2 separate regions of the Mus musculus genome follow, and region 1 is linked to region 2. A link is a contact called in public promoter capture Hi-C data. All regions are on one chromosome and are shown on one strand. The core of a region is the stretch at or near the end of the contact, and the rest is flanking DNA. Distances in the headings are between cores, read along the strand shown. Region 1 holds the start of Krt4 (keratin 4). Region 2 holds the start of Krt7 (keratin 7).

Evidence for each region. Promoter capture Hi-C pulls out the DNA fragments that hold promoters and counts their contacts.
Region 1: a contact with region 2 is called in a promoter capture Hi-C map of stem cell-derived epiblast-like cells, with 8 times the contacts expected there. The contact joins the promoter of Krt4 here to the promoter of Krt7 in region 2. A contact is called at or near these places in 27 of 39 promoter capture datasets (the 3T3-L1 cell line, 3T3-L1-derived adipocytes, the C10 cell line and 15 more), 2 of 484 Hi-C or Micro-C datasets (embryonic stem cells and nephron progenitors), 3 of 115 datasets of contacts at active chromatin or transcription factors (embryonic stem cells and pancreatic cancer cells) and 1 of 9 other capture datasets (adipose tissue).

Annotation. Positions count from the first base shown.
Region 1 is chr15:101,923,364-101,926,642 of GRCm38.p6, forward strand. Krt4 (keratin 4) reads right to left here and starts at 1,372. Exons shown (of 9, transcript NM_008475.2): 1 at 819-1,372. The coding sequence starts at 1,307.
Region 2 is chr15:101,410,914-101,414,020 of GRCm38.p6, forward strand. It overlaps Krt7 (keratin 7), which reads left to right and starts at 1,490. Exons shown (of 9, transcript NM_033073.3): 1 at 1,490-1,866; 2 at 3,056-3,107. The coding sequence starts at 1,561. Gm671 (a long non-coding RNA gene) reads right to left here and starts at 1,279. Exons shown (of 4, transcript XR_384459.2): 1 at 1,190-1,279.

The sequences.
Region 1 (3,279 bases), core at 122-2,621, 510 kb after region 2:
TTCACTTTCAGAACAGGCTAAGCATGGTGACGCACGTGTATGCTCCAGCACTCAGGAGGCTGAGGTAGGAGGATGATGAGTCTGAAGCCGATATGAGCTACAGAGGAAAACCTTGTCTCCTGAATCTGTATACGATTAACTCTAACTACAAATGGCCCAGACATGTTCTAAGACTCAGCTGGAATCCATCCTGGCATGGACTTCCTGGAGCCTTCTCTCTCTAACGCACCCAGCCGGGCCAGCTAAAGGAGTGGTTGGCAGAGCATCTCCATGTTACATTCAAGCAGCAAAACTCCTGCCTTCTGAACTCAAAGGCTGAGATGAAAGGAAATACTGCCAACAAGCACAGAAAACTCTTAGTCTAACGTTCAAGTCTGTACTCCCAGGGTCACGGTAAAGCCTCCAGGAGCTACTACAGGCTCGTTCAAGCCAGTGTAGCCACTCATCCTCCTCCAAGGGGTTCACTCTTGCCTCAAACACCTAAAGGAACCAAAACCTTGATGCCCAGCAACCTAGAACAGCCTGGGCTAGAGCACTGCATTGGCCCCTAGCCATAGATTTCTGGGTAACCAGATTCTATGATGCATGCCTACAATTGGGCTACATAGAAAAGATCTCCAGGTTTTGCCTTTTTAAAAAATGGAATCTGGGCTAGAAAAAGCAAAGAGTACCTCCTCTGCTCTTCAAGCATCCTCAGAGACGAGGGGTTTCACCCAGAGTCAGAAGTAGGTATGAGGTGACTTCCTGGCTAAGACCCAGGGCCCAGGGCTTAGAAACCCCGCACTCCACCACCCTCTGCAAAGATCAGGCTCACTCGCCTTATCGATGAAGGACGCGAATTTGTTGTTGAGGGTCTTGATCTGCTCACGCTCCGCCGTGCGGATTTTCTGGATCTCTGGGTCAATCTCCACCTGAAGAGGTGTCAGCAGGCTCTGGTTGATGGTGACTTCCTGAATACCTCCAGCAGGACAGACTGGGAAGCCAGGACCTCCTCGACCGTTGAAGGAGCCTCCAAAGCCACCGCCAAAACCACCGGCACCAAACCCAGCACCGTATCCTCCAACGCCGAAGCCTCCGGCACCCCCATAGCCGCCGCCTTGGCAGGACCCAGCCACGCTCATGGAGATACTCTTGTGACCCCCGAGGTTGTAAAGACTTCTGCTGCCGAAGCCCCCAGAAGAGCAGCGCCCTGCACCGCCAGACATGGAGCCTGAGCTAAAGGCCACTCGCTTGACACCACCAGCAATAGCTGAGCCACTGCTAAAGCCCCGGGAGGCTCCGCGGACACTTGACTGTCTGGCGATCATGGCTGAGAGAGGAGGCAGCTGCAACGAGCTTAGAACAGAAGCGAAGCAAAGGCCAGATCCTGAATGCCAGAACCCTCGGCCCTTGTGGCTTATATGCGCTGGAGCAGCAGGGCTTGGTTGCAGGGGCATAAAGGGAAAAATCCGAAGTATCTCTGGGCTGGGCCTTTGGCAACGGCCCATCTCTCTTGCACCTGCTGAACATGTCACTAAGCACACCTAGAAAAGTCACTGGGAGGGCACAGCTTACGGTCTCATCCCTCGCTGAGCCAGTGCCCCAGGGCCTCCTGTATCACTGCCCACCTGACTCAGACTTGCAAGGCCCCACTGCCCTTCCTCCTTCTTTCCCAGCCTCATGGGGCTCCTGCTACAGACACCTAGTCTGATCACCCCTACTTGCATGCCACAGACCCTGGAACCTGAGAGCCTGGGTTCTAGGGCACAGCCTGCCATTGCCAGGCTATGCACCCTGACCTGTGTGTGCAAGCTGCTCCCTGAGCTCAGCCCAGGGACTCATAAATTGGAAAGAATGCAAATATTTACTTTTCCTTTCAATACAAAAGAGATTGTGATCTTGGATGGGAGCTTGGCAAGCTGTCAGCATCAACTCTTATGCCTGTGTCCATCATTCTTATCCTCTGTGTGTCCCTGGCCACTTGTTCACCTATGAAACAAGGCTCTTCTCTTACAGTTCCAGCCTGGTAGCCTTTCCAACCAAGACCCAAAGAAACTCCTGGATGGGATTCTACCGTGTGGCCCATAGCCACCCTGGGCTTACAGGGCTTCCCCAGAACACAGCACGTCTGGGTTGGTTTGTATGCTTGTTTGTTTGTTTTGTTTTGTTTTTTCTGAAGTGGTCCCAGAATTCTGGAAAGAGATTCCTAACATTCTTGATGCTGAGTATTGCTTTGGCAGACTGGTGGTCATTCAGGGCCATGTGCGAGATACAAAATCATAGTTTTACTCCCAGAACTTGGATTTCTCCTAACTGAGCAGAACTGGCCTATACAGAGTCTATTCATCTCTCACTAATTATGCAGTCTGGGGTGGGCCATCTGATACCTCTGAGACCAGCCAACTCACTTTATAAATAAAATAAGACATGTTCCTATGCATAGATAAGACAATATATCCAAGGTGCCTAGTACACTGGAGACAAACAGGCATCCGCTCTCATCCTGTCCAGGGACTAGGAAATCCAATACATCTGAGTTTCCTCCTCCCTCCATCATTGAGAAAATGACCCAGAGGTGAGAAAGAGCAACCACCAGCACATGGATAATCCCACCTGCCTGAATCACACCCATGTCCCCCAAAAGCTTCCTTGATACACAGAGAACTCAGGGTGAGGGTGAGCACAGGTCAGGCCCTAGGGATGGAGCTACAGCAAAGGCCAGAAGACAGTCCAAGAGCCCAACCAACAGTCCTCCAGGTCTCCCCTCCACCACTGTCCTGTCACTGTCCAGCTGGCCACTGTAAACCTACTAGAACCTAGACCCATCACATAGGCAGCCAAAGCTGGAGCAGGTAAGCACCGCAGAGCATAGAGGTGTTGCCCCTCCACCCACAGTGCCAATCTCTGTGATTCAAGGGGACTGTGGGACACTGGCAATCAGGTCTTTGTGTGTCTACCCTAGTCTGGGAGTAGGCATGTCTTGTCAGGAAGGTAACAACAGCTCTAGATGTCAAGGGCCACCTGAGGGGGTGTTCTGAGAGCCACCTCTGTTCCTCGATTCTCTCTGCACAGATCTCCACATCTTATCTCTGTTCTCCATAGGTGCTAAGGCCCTGACAGGGATTTTGCCAGATGAAGCCTAGGGGGATGCATGCCGCGTCTCTGAGTCTTGTACCTGAGACTGCAATTCTTCCCAACTTAGGAGAAATGACATGGTCGATGGTCATGTCAAGTACTGAACAAAAAAAGACTCCAGGACTAGAGGTGAGCATCTTCAGAGAATTGGGGTCATCCCAATGA
Region 2 (3,107 bases), core at 240-2,739:
TCAGGTTGGTCTGGGAATGTGGGAGCAGGAGGAATCTAGCTAGCACTGGAGTTTTAAAGAATGTTCCAGGGAGGGGTAAGAGGCCCAGGGCAGATGTGGGGTAGGCTCAGGAATGAGGAAGTATTTCTCAAGCCTGTGTGTGGTGGTTATAGGGGGCCGAGGCCTGGACTGAAGTGCCCAGGTACTTTTGTCTGTGTGCTTCCCAGCTCTTGTTAGACCCTCATCCTGAAGGAGCTGTGGCTGAGGGGGCCAGGACCCGTCCAGGTCAGCGCACTAGCTGTGCCCTGCTGGGGCTCAGCTTGAGAAAGAGAAGGAGCTCTTGGTGTGGGTGAGAAACAACCTCCAAAGTGGGGGATGGGTGGCAGGGGCTGTAGCAGGATGGAAAGTGGGGTGCAGAGGGGGACAAAGGACTGAGGAAGCACCTTGAGGGGTAGGGAGTCTCCTTGAGAGCTTAGGGTTGTCTACCTGAAAAGGCAAAGCAGGAAGAATATGACATTCCCATCCTCCCCACCTAGGACGCCCCTAAAGGACCAGTCTCACTGCATGGAGCCAGAGGTGGGCTAAAGGCTGTCCAAGTGAGTCTGGGAAAACTGGAAGTCCAGGAGCACTCCGAGGAGCACTGAGCACACCACCACGGGTTACCACAGAGGCCAGTTTTAGTTGATTCCCTTGTCAGGCATAGCCTAGTGGGTTTGTAAGCAGGAAAAATGAGGCAGAGCAGGGAGGAACGTCTGGATGTGAACGGGAGACAGGACACACACATGTGCATACAAATGTGTTCAGTTGTGAATCCAGACCCCCCATGCACAGACTGCACTCATATACACTCACACTAGTGTGTTAGGGGTATGAGGGCACAGAAGGGTACGCACAGCCATCCCAGGAACCCATACAGTAGTTTGAGGAGGGGGTGAGGCAAGCCCTCTGAACTTGGATGGTGGGGAGGGCGCAGTTACTGAAACAGCTCTTCCCAGTAAGGATCGTCACAGGGCCAGGTTACTCAAGAACTGAGCTGAGCTCTCCAGTAGCAGCTGGGCCAGGAAGGAGAGTCCTAGGAAGCCTAGGGCTTCCCCAGCCAGTGGGTGAGGGGTTTCAACTTTCAGCAGGAGCTAAAGTTTGTCAGGCACTTCCTTTTGTAGCACTTGGCTTTCCTACTGGCCTCAGGAATCTAGGTATTCACTCCTCATACCTGCTCTAGGAAGCCTTCTCCTGCCAATTGTAAGGTGGTCTCTTTGCGGTCCAGAGATTTCTGGGCTGTGGGTATCTTGGACAACTTGCCTGAGGTGTGGGTGTCTCACGACGGCGTCTCGGCCTCCTGCAGACACTTCCCGAGTGGACGAAGAGCCTTGGGCGGCGGCTGGGGGCGGTGCGAGGGCAGAAGGCAGGCGGACAGGAAGGCCCTGGCTGCAGAGAAAGGTGGCCAGCGGCCAGCCCCGCCCTGTCCCCACCTGTGTGCGCTCAGCCTCCGCCCCGCATGGAGGAATAAAAGGTCGCAGACTGCCTGAGGTCAGGGAGTTCGCGCTGCTCCTCGCCTCGTCCAGCCAGCTGTGTCCAGCCGCTATGTCCATCCACTTCAGCTCTCGCTCCACTGCTTACCCGGGCCGCGGGGCTCAGGTGCGCCTGAGCTCGGGCCGCGCCAGCTTCGGCAGCAGGAGCCTCTATGGCCTGGGCTCATCAAGGCCTCGTGTGGCCGTGCGCTCCGCTTATGGGGGCCCGGTGGGCGCTGGCATCCGCGAGATCACCATCAATCAGAGCTTGCTGGCGCCGCTGAGTGTGGACATCGATCCCACCATCCAGCAGGTGCGCCAGGAGGAGCGCGAGCAGATCAAGACCCTCAACAACAAATTCGCCTCCTTCATCGACAAGGTGAGACAGCCTCAGTCGCACGGTTCTTTCCGGCCACGCCTTGCCCTGGGAGGCTGGTGTAGGTCTCTTTCCTCTTGTGTCTTCGGTGGGCTCTGTATAGTACTTCTCCTTACACCCTCCTTTAGTCTCCAAACTCCGCTCTGCCAACAAATGGCCTTGGGCCCCTCCCTTTCCTCAAGGACTCAAGGATTGCCCCCAAGTTCTCTCCAGCTTCCATAGTTGACTGGTCTCGGGGGATTTGGAGCCACTTTGTAACAGGTGTGAGGCTAGGAGCTCTGGAGGCCAAGGCCAGCAGTTAGTTCTTTGGTGTCTGGGTCCCTTTCCCTGGGAGGAGGTTGTGAGGAGTCAGGAATGGGGTGGGATGACTCCTCCTTTCTCCATGGGAGAACTTTGTATCTGAGGTAGATGCTGAGAATAAAGGCCTGGCGGAGGGAGGCTTCTGCCCTACTTACCTGCCCGTTCCTCTACCTTTTTTGTTGGTAGGAGGTAAGGTTACCTCTGCCTTTGCAGATGGCTCTGTGGGAGACTGGGACTTGGGAGAGGGGCCCTTTGGAAGGTATCTCCCTGGCTGTCCATCCCAGTCATTCATGGGCATCTAGGAAGCTGAGGCCTGCAGTCCTGCCTGTCCCTCTGGCTAGGACCAATCCCTTGCTTCACCGTCTCCCTTCCAGTCCTCCTGCCTGTACCGTTCTGTCCCAGAAATCCTTAAAAGAAACTTCCCAGACTGCTCTAGCCCCACTTCCTGCTCTATGCTGAGCTGTGCCATCCTAATCCAGCTCATGATTCCTCAGGCTGCTGGTTTCAAGGGCTTTTCTTGCCTCCCACCTTCAGGCTGAGATAAGAGGAAGGAGAGAAGATACTGAGGAAGAAAGAAAAATTCCAGCGTGGAAGGAGGGGCCAGTCCAGTCAGTCCCCTAATACCCTCTCACCCCCAGCTTCAGAGAAGAAAGGGGCTATTTAAGGGGCAGAGGTAGAAAATACCATTGAAGCAGAATTGGCTAGGAACAGTGTACTCCACTAAGCCAAGCACATCAACTCCATGGCTTACACTTGAAATAGGGTCCTAGGGATGAGGGGTAAGCACAACTAGTGGGCACATGGGCTCTGCTGCACAGTGGTTCCAGACTTTTCAACATCTGTGGTAGTAGAGTCTGGCCCCTCAGGTTCCTCCTCTTCCACACCCCTCCAGGTACGCTTCCTGGAACAGCAGAACAAGATGCTGGAGACCAAGTGGGCGCTGC